2 separate regions of the Triticum aestivum genome follow, and region 1 is linked to region 2. Evidence: chromatin contacts called from public Hi-C data. All regions are on one chromosome and are shown on one strand. The core of a region is the stretch at or near the end of the contact, and the rest is flanking DNA. Distances in the headings are between cores, read along the strand shown.

What was found. Hi-C and Micro-C count contacts between places; a contact is called where the count stands out from the background.
Region 1: a Hi-C map of leaf shows a contact between it and region 2, with 6 times the contacts expected there. The contact joins the promoter of LOC123182357 here to the promoter of LOC123171042 in region 2. A contact is called at or near these places in 3 of 5 Hi-C or Micro-C datasets (all in leaf).

The regions. Positions count from the first base shown.
Region 1 is chr1D:398,168,490-398,175,221 of IWGSC CS RefSeq v2.1, reverse strand. It overlaps LOC123182357, which reads left to right and starts at 4,518. Exons shown (of 2, transcript XM_044594896.1): 1 at 4,518-4,771; 2 at 6,694-6,732.
Region 2 is chr1D:397,937,420-397,944,578 of IWGSC CS RefSeq v2.1, reverse strand. It overlaps LOC123171042, which reads left to right and starts at 3,767. Exons shown (of 4, transcript XM_044588712.1): 1 at 3,767-4,000; 2 at 4,093-4,323; 3 at 4,420-4,768; 4 at 4,857-5,325. The coding sequence starts at 3,949. The coding sequence ends at 4,592.

The DNA of each region.
Region 1 (6,732 bases), core at 3,269-5,768, 230 kb before region 2:
CCGGACGAGACGGGCCGGGCTGGGCGGCGACCAGAGGAAGCAGGCCGGACTGAGCAGCGGCCGTACTCGGCGGCGGCCGGGCAGGGCGTGGCCGAACGGGGGAGGAGGCTGCAGCGGCATGACGGAGCAGCTGCTGGACGGAGAGGCAGCAGAGCCGGGTCGGGCCAGGGACTGGGCAGGAGACGGCCGGAGAAGCAGCGGCCGGAGACAGGCAGGCTAGGAACGAGGAGCATGGAGTTGCATCGTACGGGAAGCTAGCCTAGGATCTGATACCATGTTGGATAATCAGCAACTAGTATTCACTGAGGGCCAAAAGCCATTACATATACATGTGTGGTGAAGTGCAGAAAACCCCTTATACAATGGGGATATACCGAAAAGGGACTATACACATCTAACAGAACTAACTACACAAACTCTGACAGATTTCTTGCGGTTAAGTTAGAAGTGAAGAACAATTGTTGGCGTGGTATTATGTGATTTAACCCCTTTTCGTACACACACACACTATCTTTATGTAAGACATGTGTCAAAAATTCAGCACCTCAATCTGTTTGCTTTTAGTTGTCAAGTTAGTTATGATGACTGCAATTGTGCCGTATGACGAATATCCATGTCACCTCAAAATTTTGTAAATTATATACTCCCTCCGTCCGGAAATACTTGTCGGAAAAATGGATGTATCTAGATGTATTTTAGTTCTAGATGCATCTATTTTTATCCATTTCTCCGACGAGTATTTTCGGACGGAGGGAGTATATCCTATGAGGTAAGTCATCATCCAATGCTTTGAAATGCCTATTAGGGTGTGACTTAGTGAAATAATTTGACGTAGAATTGCTCTTTTCTGATCAAGGTCGTTTGTACTCCACCCCTTTTTTAATCTAGTTATAATTGCTAAATCTAAATTTGTTGCAGTAAATTTCAAATGACATAAAGAACTTCAGATTTGACTGAGTTAGACCATCCTATGTCACTCCCTCCGTCTTATAATATAAGTTTTTGACACTACACTAGTGTCAAGAACACTCTTATATTATGGGACGGAGGGAGTAATATGCAAATTTGTTATATAGATACTAAGGTGACATAATTATTTAGTGTGTTATTTCAGATTATCTCCATTCTAAGTTTCTGTAGTAGAATAGAAATTTTAATAAAATATCACGTGATGAAGATTGCTGTGTCTTGCGTGAAGCAGCACCGAGGTGGGAAGTAGCACAAGTCAAGGAGCAGTACTCCGGCCGGTAGCTCCTATGAAGCTTACCATCCCATGGATGAGGTGGGTTAGATTAAATTCATGATTTCCTTCTCTTTCTCATGCTCAGATCTGCCTTTGTTCTGTCTAATGTGGTGCGTCATTTATTTACTTTTTGAGTAAAAATAAACAACATGATAAGATTAGCAGAAGGCAGTCCAATTGATTGGTTTATGGTCAGAGATCTATAGAATTATTCTTCTCCATGGTACAAATGGGAACAAGACAAACTGGCAATATCAGTATGTGAAATTGTGAATAATAGCTTCCCAAGGAGTGAGATCCAAAGATCGTTGGTATGAGAGTGTTGCACCATTTCTAGCAGAAAAACATGTATCAGTCACCATTTCTAGAAAATTATTGGACCATATAAACTAATCATCGCACGTGAAAGCATTAATTTTAGATGAACAGATGAGCAGTCGAAGAGCGTTTGCGAGATTCGCAGGTGCTGCTACCTTGCTGGGGAGGGAAAGACACTCTGGACAGGGTAGTGGTCGTCCGTGAAGGCGATGGAGCCGTGTGTGAGAAATCAGTAGTCAGGTCAATGTAATAGCTCAATCGGCCAGATGGTAATTTTGCAAACGGAACATATCCGCATTAATATTTCTTAGGTAGCATCCGGAATGAAATAATATGATAGAAACAATTACTTCCTTCGTTCCTAAATATTTGTCTTTCTAGAGATTTCAACAAGTGACTACATACGGAGCAAAATGAGTTAATCTACACTAAAAGATGTCTATATACATTCGTATGTGGTAGTCCATTTGAAATCTCTAAAAAGACAAATATTTAGAAACGGAAGGAGTATATGAGAAAATTGTCTTTGCTAAGCAAGGCTTTTGGAATCTATAACCCTAATAGAGCAAGGAAATGAGCCACAGAAATGTTGTGCATCATGAGTTTCTGAATAGTGTATATGTAAATGGCAAAACTTACCGTGTTAATCCCAAATAGATGATTGCAGCACCTGAAACTGAAAGCAAAATTACTCTGGGTTTGGCCTCTCCAACACAGCGATGACGATTACGGTATTCTGATCCTACATACTCCCTCCGTCCGAAAAAGCTTGTCCCAAGCTTGTAGCAGTGCTAGATACATCCATTTGAGGGACAAGTTTTTTTCAGACAAAGGGAGTGGAACTTAATATACTTTGTCCGGCTGATTGGGGAATCAAAGCTGCAAATTATATACAAGATAAAATTCAGAGATGTCTTGGATTCATGAACTATATACCAAATAAAAAGCCCTTTCTTTTCACCTGAAAAGAGCTTACCAACATAACAATCAACAATGACGTATAGAGGGGAATCTTCTCAAACTTGTACAGAAGGGAGGAAATGCAAAAGGAAATAACATATACTTTATGCATTGCAACGACACAATATTCCAAGCCCATGGCGTGAGTCGCTTTAGACATTTCAAACCGATGTGTCGAACAGAATGTGTAGCAACAGTTTGACCAGTAAAACACCTAGACTCATCGGTTCAATCACCGTTCCGGTTTTTTAAAGAGGTAATATCACAGGTGGTGCTTAAACTTGTCACCGATTTTCACTTTAGTGCCTGAAGTTGAAAAATACACCGAACTGGTTTTAAAACTTGGCACGAGCGTGCAAATACAGTGCTAATTCTATTAATAGACGTGTTTTTACGCTGATGTAGCACCGTAGTTCGCTTAGCATGCACAGACAACCTCGCCCTAGGAAAGAACCAGTATGCCATACATTTTCTCGTTCCTGTTAATGAAAACAGATCCTTTTTCTTAGAATAACGAAAACATTTCCTATTTTTTTAGATAAGAAAGAAGAGACACGTACGTGGGTTTTAATCGGCTCAGCAGTGCAGCCCAGTTTGCGCATCTTAGTTTCATTTAGAAATTTGTAAAAAAGTTTCTAAATTATAATCACAGTAATAAAAATATTCACATATTTGTTTTAAACGTATCATATAAATAAAATGGTATTTCTGATTATAAAAATGGCTGTACAATTTAGAATTATATAAATATTTTCTATACTACAATTCATGAATATTATTTTAACTACATAAACCTTTTAATAGTTACATGTACATTTTTACAATTCATATTATTTAAGAATTTTTCAACAATGTAAAATGTTCATAAATATCCAAAATTAAAATTTCAGTTTATGAAAAATATTCACTACTGACTATATTTTAATTATAAATTTTTTTGAATATATGACACGATGAAAGTTATACACATGTTTCTCGCAAAAAAAGAAATTTATACACATGTGAATATTAATAAAAAAAAATCTACCTATAACATTTTTTTTCATTTAAGCATAAGCCAAGCATGCATAATCTTTTGGAATTTACTCAAAAAATTAAGTTTTTTATAATTATTTTTTCATATACTGAACAATTTAGAAAATTTATTTACGAAAAGCTTTAACTATAAATCACAGGTAAATTGCTGACTATTTTTTTAAATTACATGAACATTTTAGTTATTTAATTTATATGTATTTATAAAAAATTTGAAGCACAAAAATTTGAAATGTATTTTTATTACTGTGATTATAATTTACAGTTATTTTTTACAAATTTCTAAATCAAACTAACATGCGCAAACTGGGCTGCACTGCAGCAGGCCATTAAAACCCGCGAACGTGTTTCTTTATCTAACAAAATAGGAAATGTTTTCATTATTCTAAAAAAAGATCTGTTTTCATTAACATGCACGAGAAAACGTATGGCGTACTGGCCAGTAGTTCCAGTTTGCTAGGGCGAGGTTGTCTGTGCATGCTAAGCGAACTACGGTGCCACGTCAGCGTAAAAACGTCTACTAATGAGATTAGCACCGTATTTGCACGCTCGTGCCAAGTTTTGAAACCAGTTCGGTGTATTTTTCAACTTCAGGCACTAAAGTGAACATCGGTGGCAAGTTTAAGCACCACCTGTGATATTACCTCTTTTTTAAACTATATGCTCCCACGAGCCCTTGGCACTTTCTTCACCATAATCTAACTTTTCCTAGCCCTAAGAAAATAACCTTTCCTCGACGTACTGCATGAGCACAGGACTTCAATAACCGAAAGAAATGCAACAGCTGAACGGTTTACACCTAACCCATCCATAAAGCTCAGAGAGAGAGAGACAGCCAACAAAAAAATTCCAGAGAGAAAAATGGGGCTTACGCGTCCCGTCGGCGTCGCTGGAGGAGCGCGTTCCCACGACAGGCGTTGAACGGCTCTTTTCTCGCCGTTACCCTCGCCGTCGCCGTGCCGCGGCTGTGCCTCGCATCACAGGCAGCCAGCGGAAACGCGTGCGCGTAACGGCGAACCGAAGGGCCGTCCGTCCGTCCGTCATGTGGACTCTTCCCTCCCCACGGCGGCTACGCGTCCCTCCCCAACCTCCCTATCCCCCACGAGCACACCAGACCAAACCCTCCGCGCTGTCTTTCCTTCCAGCCTAGCCGACACGGTGGCGGCGGCGGCGGCGGGAGGAAGGCAAGGATCCGCGCCTTTGCTTGAGCGCCAGGTGAGCGCTCCTCCCCCCTCTCCTCTGCTCCGTGCCGCTCTCATGGATCTGGGTCAATCCGACGCGCCGTCCCTCTGATTTGGTTGCGCTTGTTTGCTTGCTCCCGCGGTTTCCGCTTTCGCCGTAGCAGTAAGCCGGTGCTGCTCCCGCCGCCGCCTCCCCATCCCCGCTAGGCAGCCCCGAGCCGAGCACGCGGACTGCGCCCGCTGGCGCCCGCCGCGGAGCTGCCCGTAGCAGCCAGGTCGGTTTGTTGGACAAGTGGTGGTTTTGACTTATCTAATACGGAGTATTTAGCATTCGGCTTGGCTTGATTCAGAAGCATGCACGAGCTATTTCCCATTTGGTAATTCATTCATTCACTAAATAGCTAGATTTTTTTCTTGTGCGTTGTACTATGTTTAGACTTCCCTTTGTTTCTGGCATGTGAGCGCCTTCTGGTTATCGATGTGGTATAGCATTTTTGTACTCACTCATTCCGACGTTCTAATAAATCCAAGGGTCGAGTTATTTAACCGTGTTACAGCTTCCGATTGATTCACATAGATAAAATATGCGTGAGTTTTGATAGCAACAGCTGTTGAATCATACTCCCTCCGTTCCTAAATATAAGTCTTTATAGGGATTTCACTATGGATCACATACGAATGTATAGATGCATTTAGAGTGTAGATTCACTCATTTTGGTACGTATGTAGTCCATAGAGGAATCTCTACAAAGACTTACATTTAGGAACGGAGGGAGTACGTTTTATAAGATTTTCCCATGGTAAGCGGTACCAAAAGCATGGCACAAGATTAAGATGTTAGGATTGATCATAATGCATTAGACAATATGAACTCAAAGATATCATACAGAGGCACAAGCTATTAGGAGATTTGTACCAACACAACTACTTAAAGCATCTCGAATTCTAGATACAGCTATAAATCCGAGCCAGTGGGGGTACCTACCTACTGCACTCATAAAACTGCAACATTATAGAATGATGTGGGTGGTGTTTATAGAAAAGCTTATGCAGAGTAAGTAATGCTTGTATATGATTTGTTCTTCATGCTGCTTGAACTCTATCCCCGGCCGATTTGCGATGTATCTGACTAGTGCCTACTTGCTACATGTATTTGTTGTTGCTGTTAGCAGCTGACATTTTATATAGTAGCACAAAAATCTGTTGGGAAAGCAATTCGGATTTCATGGAGGTTTGAGATGTTGATTTTTATGGTGTTCACCTTAGATAGACAATGCCCCTAATGATGGACCATGGCTGTGCTGTTGGTAATCAACCCCTCTTATTCTTCAGGGTCATATTTTAAGGTTTTTATGCCCTTTGGTTTTGCTATAATAACTATAGCCAGTGATTGGTGCCTTGTCTGATTGAGAAAGATTTTTATGGTGTTCACCTTAGATAGACAATGCCCCTAATGATGGACCATGGCTGTGCTGTTGGTAATCAACCCCTCTTATTCTTCAGGGTCATATTTTAAGGTTTATGCCCTTTGGTTTTGCTGTATAATAACTATAGCCAGTGATTGGTGCCTTGTCTGATTGAGAAAGATTTTTATGGTGTTCACCTTAGATAGACAATGCCCCTACCCTGGCTATGCTGTTGGTAATCAACCCCTCTTATTCTTCAGGGTCATATTTTCAGGTTTATGCCCTTTGGTTTTGCTGTATAACAACCATAGCCAGTGATTGGTGCCTTGTCTGATTGAGAATTTGATATTCTTATGTACAATTTGTCAAAAAATAATTCCCCGAATAGCAGAAAGATCGAAACAGGATAAGATGATAAGAGTCTTATACCTTTGTCTATCTTTTTGTCTAAATTTGAGATGCTTATGTACAGATTAGTTTGGACTGACTTTTTGCCTAAATTTGTGTAATGATCATCTGCTTTCTTTTGGACCTGTTTCTCTTTGTGCAGAATTTGGTGGCCAATGCCCAGTTCATATAAAGATTACAG
Region 2 (7,159 bases), core at 2,518-5,017:
AGTTTTGGTTTCCCGTGGAGTATACTTGTTTTCGTGGAAGTGGCTTTAGGATGGTCCCAGCGGTAGTATCGCGGTACCCAGCGGTAGTACCGCTTAGGGGTCAGAAGCGGCAGTACCGCTCCGCAGCGGTAGTACCGCTGGTGGGTCCTCAGCAGTAGTACCGCTACGGTACTAGGCCCCTGCCGCGTCGACTCGAGGGGTCATTTTTCGTGTCGGATAGTGCGGTACTTCGCAGCGGCAGTAGGGCGGCAGTACCGCTCACGAGCGGTAGTACCGCCCAACCACCGCGGCAGTACCGCTCGGGTCTGTCACTCTCCTGCCTCCAGACTCCACGGTAGTACCGCCCAGGGGAGCGGTAGTACCGCTGCCTCCTGCGGTAGTACCGCCCTCTGCGGGGCTGTTTTGGGGGTAACAGTTGGATTGTTCCCCCCGCTATATAAGGGGGTCTTCTTTCCCATTCTACCTTATCTCTTGAGCTCGTGTTCTTCCCCCATTGTTGACCTTCTTCGAGCTTGCTAACTCTCAATCCCTCCATGGATTCTTGCTAGTTTTTGAGGAAAAAGAGAGAGGAGATCTAGATCCACATTTCCACCAATCACTTTCTCCTCTATGTGAGGGGAACCCCTTGGATCTAGATCTTGGAGTTCTTGGTGTTCTCCTTCTTGTTCTTCCTCTAATTTTCCTCCCTAGCATTAGTTGCTTCGGTGGGATTTGAGAGAGAAGGACTTGGGCACTATGTGTGCCCTTGCCATTGCATTTGGTGCATCGGTTTGGGTTCTCCACGGTGATACGTGGAAGTTACAAGTTGAGAAGCTTATTACTCTTGGGTGCTTGGTACCCTTGAGCTTGTTCCTCTTGGGTGCTTGGGCGCCCTAGACGGTTGGTGGTGTTCGGAGCTCAATCATTGTGGTGTAAAGCTCTGGGCAAGCGTCGGGGTCTCCAATTAGGTTGTGGAGATCGCCCCGAGCAATTTGACGGGTTCCGGTGACCACCCCCAAGGGTTGCCAAAGTGTACGGGTTCGGTGACCGCCCCCAAGGGTTGCCATTTGTACGGGTTCGGTAACCACCCTCAAGGGTCCCTTAGTGGAATCACGGCATCTTGCATTGTGCGAGGGCGTGAGGAGATTACGGTGGCCCTAGTGGCTTCTTGGGGAGCATTGTGCCTCCACACCGCTCCAAACGGAGATTAGCATCCGCAAGGGTGTGAACTTCGGGATACATCGTCATCTCCGCGTGCCTCGGTTATCTCTTATCCGAGCTCTTTACTTATGCACTTTACTTTGTGATAGCCATATTTCTTCTTGTCATATATCTTGCTATCACCTAGTAGTTTATCTTGCTTAGCATAAGTTGTTGGTGCACATAGGTGAGCCTAGTTGTTGTAGGTTTTGTGCTTGACAAATTAACCGCTAGGTTTATTCCGCATTTGTTCAAGCCTAAACCGTAATTATTTTAAATCGCCTATTCACCCCCCCTCTAGGCGACATCCTCGATCTTTCAAGCTCGCCACTGATGCGGGTACCGTAATAGCAAAGCGAGTGAAATATGCCTAAGGGAACCCCTCGGATATAGTTAGCATGATTTTTTTAGGGATAGCATGCCACTGAAAGCTATCTTTTTTGCTATCCCTGAAATCATGCTATCCCTGAAAAAAATCAAGCTTTGTACACTGTGTCCACGAAGTTGGCGGAATTATTAGAACTCAATAAGGTAGACGTGGCTTGTTTGCGGGAGCCAAAAAGCCCGAACTTTACACACAAATTTTACAGTGAGAGGCTTGTTCAAATGGTTCTATATCGGTAGATCCCTCTTTGGATGGCATTTGGTCCTTTTGGAAGAAAAAATAGTCGTTTCAACTGAGCGGGGCCAGTTACATAGATTAGGTCAAATTACTTGGTCGTTGGCCACTAATCGGAGACATCAGAGTGGGCAAACTTCCTATTTACCGCTTGATACCCAACTTATAGGTGTTTTTACAGTTTTTTTAGAAATAGGCATTTGTAAAGATGGCCTATACATACCCTCCCAGACCTCATAAGTAGGGAATGGGCCGGGCCATTCAATTTTTCTTCTCGCTCGCACCGTGTACATTTTTTGGAATTGTTTGCATTGCTTACCATATGTGTCACGTGGTCGTTCGCACCATGTACATAGCGTGCCTGCAGGTTTCAAGTGCCACAGGTATATCATGATTTTGGAAGCTTCTAGATACTTTCCAGCCTGGTTTTCTTCTGGTTATTTTTTCGGTTTTCCTTCTGGTTTTCATTTTATTTTATTTTCCTTTTTTCTTTTCTCTTCTTTTTTCAATCTTGTCAAAAAATTCTGAACCTATTAATTTTTTTGTCAAATTCATAACTTTTTTAGATCAAGGAATTTGTTTCAAATTTGTGAACTTTTTCAGTCTTTATTTTTTAAAAATTTCATGATCTTTTTCAAATATATTATTTTTTAAAATTTATGAACTTTTCAAATTCAGGAATATTTTTCAAATTAATGGATTTACTAATGCATTTTTTCTAAATTCATTACTTTTTTTCAAACGGTTGAGCTTTTTTAAAATTATTAAATTTATCCGAATTAATGATTTTTTTTGAAAAATCCTGATTTTTTTCTAACGCGTGATTTTTTTTTGTTCATGCACTCATTTTGTATTCGCGAACTTCTTCAAATTTAATATTTTTGAGAAGTCAACGGTGAGTGGTATTTTTTTAAATAATACATTCTTTTTATTAATTTTCATAAATATTATGCTGGATAAAAAAATTCAAAAATAATACACTGTCGGCCCGCTGCAGGCCGACTGGGTCTAGTCGGCCCACAGCAGGCCGATTGAGGCCCACTGTAGGCTGATTGGGTCCTGTCGGCCAGCTGTAGGCCGACTGGACCTAATTGGCTCACTATGGGCTAATTGTTTTTGCAAAAAAAGTAGGCATAAAAAATATATGTTTAAAGAAATATTAATTATGTAATTAAAAAATGTTAAACGTGTATAAAAAAATGTTCCTGATGTATACAAAAAATGTACATTTTTGTATAAATAAGGAACATTTTTTATACACACATTTAACAATTTTTAAATACATGCTTAACACTTTTTAAAACATATTTTTTATGTCAACTTTTTTGCATATATATTGTACATTTTTTGTATACATCAGGAACATTTTTTATACACGTTTAACGTTTTTTAATTACATAATTAACAATTTTGAAACATATTTTGTTATGCCTACTTTTTTTGCAAAAACAATTAGCCCACAGCGAGCTAATTAGCTCTAGTCGGCCCACACGGACCCAATCAGCCCACAGTGGGCCGACAGGGGCCAGTCGGCCAGCTGTAGGCCGACTGGAGTCCAATCGGCCTGCTGTGGGCCGACTAGGCCCAGTCGGCCTGCAGCGGGCCGACGGTGTATTATTTTTGAAAAAATTTTACCCAGCGTAATATTTATGAAAATTAATAAGAAAAATGTATTATTTAAAAAAAATTAGCTCAAAGCCAAAGGGTCGACCGAGCCAAACAACAACCATGAGTGAGCTAAGCTACCACTTGGAATAAATAAGCGGGTAGGTACCTGAAAAAACATTCAACGACTTGAGGATCTAAAAGAAAAGAGCGAGCTGAGCTATGGAGCAGTCGCACGTGCTTGATGGACCGGCCCAACAGAGCAGGCGCGTGAGCGCCGGCTGGCCCAGTGGCGCATAAGGCGCTGTATAGGACCTCTCGCAAAAACGAGTCTCACGCTGGAACGCTCCCATGACGAACCGAATCAGCACGTCCTCCGAACCCGATCCCCACGACGCCAACAGAACCCTCGCGCGGCGAATACCTCATCGGAGGACCTCCGGCTTGGATCGGTGGAAACCGAGGGGCTCCGCCTCGCCCATCACGGCGGGGCCTACCTTGACAGCGTCTGCGCGGACCTGTCCTACTTGGGATTGCCGTCGGACATGGGCGATGATCAGCGGGAGGAGAAGACGGAGTCCTGTTTCAATAACGGCGGTGAGTATATCGTTCGTTCTAGTGTATGTCACTTGATCAATTTGGGCCAACTAGTCAAGATCACGTACCAATTACTAGTATTCACTGCGCAGAATCACAACCGTGTGGAACTGAGCGTGACGACGTCTCTCTAGACGACATGCTCCATGATCATTGTGCTGTGAGCTGCCACTATGAATCTGAATCTGATATCTTCGGGGACTGGCCGCTCACGGGAGATCCAATTCTGTGGGATGACATCCGCTCAGAGAACAGCGACGTTTACGTCGCCCCGGAGTCCGATGAATGTGATAGGTTCGCAGACGTGAAAACAAATTGCCCAGGTAAATTTCTTTTTCCACTACTACCAAAAATAACATAAAACTCATTAGCAGTACAGTTAATTGACTGCCCATCCATCGATGCTACAAATTCTTCAGGGAGAAACATTCCCAGGCAGCAAGCAAAGAAAATGGACAACGCATGGCTAAGGAGCATCGCGGAACAGAACGAGAAATACGACGCGCGGTGCCAGGAGATTCTGCGCCAGAACGAGGATGCCGATCTCCCTCCTGTTCCACTAGATGTGTTCCCTGAGGGCTTGTTCGGTTGAGGTGGATTTGAAGGGGATTGAGGGGGAATTAATCCCCTGCAAGCCAAAATCCCTGCAAATCCCCTCCAATCCACCTGGGGTTGGGATTAACCGAACAAAGCCTGAGGCAACAGGTTTATGCGTGGAAAGAGGTTGCTGCCACCACATTGAATACATGACCCATGACACTTCCACCAGTAAGGCTGTGTCCAAGCTTGTATTTATCTACACTTGATGTATATATTTCGTTTACTAACTTATTACTCTTATTTTCTACATTTGCAGCTAATTCAGATCTCGGATATAGCGGACCAGACTGATGCTACAGATATTTTCTCTGCGTTTATCAAGCTTCTCTGCATCCTATTCTTACCCCATCAATTTCTATGGAGTATTCGCTGTTCGGGATGTACTGGAGCCTCTGCGGAACCATGTCTTCAACCGTTCCAGAGATGACCCACTGTTGACCGGGTAATCAAGGCTTGTTTGTTTTCAAAATGGAAGAATTATGTTCAAGGGTCTTAGAGCAGGATTCTAAAAACACAGGAATAGGAAAAACATACCATCGATATGTTATGGCATATTGAATCGAAAACAAAGAATCTGTAATAGAAGCTGTTTGGTTGCGCCACATGAAAAAAAAGGAAATTTTCATGAGGTTGGAGTCAAATGGAATTTTTCCTATATTATTGCATGCAAAATAGGCCATAGGAAAAAATTCCTATGATTTCTGTTCGCACAAACCAAACATGCTACACAGGAAAAAGTTCATAAGGAATGGAATCCTTCAAAATTTCTGTGAAATTCCTATGAACCAAGCAGGCTCATGTGCATGCTAGTATCCATTAAAAGTTTTCTCTATGGTCAGGTCCATGCATTCAGTCTCTGTGTTTTCAAGGGTCACCCCGTCATATTCTTATGTTGTTAGGCATTCCTTGATCAGATGAACATGCTATTAGATCCTCAAAAATTTATCTGGCTGTACCATTAACAAAATACAAAATGGACTTTTATCAATATGCAAGTATAATGCATTTTTTCTGCTTCTTTTTGTAAGGCATATGTCGGGTGGTTGATGCGACATATGCCAAGGGATGGCTTATCATTGTGGGAGCCAATAAAACGTTGCCGGTGCCTGGAAACGGGATGAGGCGAAGACATGCACGCCGGCGAATCTTACCCAGGTTCGGGGCTCTCCGAGGAGATAACACCCCTAGTCCTGCTCTGCGGGATCTCCGCATGATCACTAGATCGATAAAGGGTAGCTACAATCGCTCCTAGAGCTGTTGGGATCAAGGGAGAAGAAGGGCAAGGCTAGCTCTTGCTTCTCTCTGTCTATGTGTGTGTGTGTGGGTGCTATGCTTGGAAGCCAAACATGCAGAGGTGCCAACACTTTGCATGGGTGCTCCGGGGGGTTTATATAGTCCTACCCCCCGGGGGTACAATGGTAATCCGACTGGGAACTGGCCCCAGCCGTCAGTGTCTACGCCTGCCGGCTTCTCCGCCGGCTGCTGGGTCCCGCCGGCTGCCGGCTACTCGGTCAACAGGCCGGCCCCACCGCCTAGGGTCTTGTCGGCGGCTGCTTACTGTAGCCGCGCCTCTGATGATGAAGGCTTTGTCGAGGTAAGCGTGGCTACAGTGATCCGCATCGGGGGCTATCACTGTAGCCTCACCTCGTCTTGTCTCCTTAATGGGGGCTCCTGCTTCGAGGAAGGGAGTCGCCGGCTTCTGGGGGCCGGCTATGCTCCTGGCCGACTAGGAAAAGCCGGGCCGCCTTCACGCCTCTCTCTGGCTGAAGGGGCCCGCGGTCCTTGGGCCGTACAGGAGGGGGTCGTGGATGACGTTGCGGCTGGCGTGGCTACAGTGCCGGGCCGCACGGGAGACATCCCCCCCGTACGGCCTCCTGTAGCCATGCCTGTCTCGGGCTTCGGGGGTCGTGGGCCGCACTGTGGCCATGCCCCGTCAGGTCGTCGTTATGTAGGAGCGGTTGTGGTCTCGGCCGGCTTCTAGGAGTCGGCGTCCTTCTTGGCCGGCTTCTTGGAGTCGGTGAGGCTGGGTCACCTTCCGGGAGTCGGCTTTAGTGGTAGCCGGTCGGGGAAGGCGGCCCATATGCTTGGCGTGCTTGAAGGCCCAAAGGCCTGATAAATTTTCTGAAGAGCCAGGGGTAGTCGGTTAGGCTACCCGTGGCCAATTACTCCGACAGTAGTCCCCGAAGCTGATTGGGCTTCGAGGTGGAGTGGGGTTCGAAAAGCTCGATCAGCTTCCTATCGTGACAAGCCGGCAGCTAGGAGCCGGCCTTGGTGCAGGCGTGCCGCCTTTAGTCGAATTCTTCTGGAGTCGGGGGGCGGGAACCCGCAAGCTCGTGTACCGGGCCACGGGCCGGCCTGGGACCGGCCTCGGGCCGTTGACGTGCCACGTGGCCGGAAAGCCTGCCAGCCCACGCGCGTGACGGGACATCGCCGCAGGGAGGGGGCCCGCCACGTCCGCACCCCGGCCCAGGCGCGGATCCTTTGTATCCCGAAACCGCCCGCACGTTCCGTGCGGCAGTTTCGGCTCGCACTTATGCGCAATAAACGCGAGACGTGGGG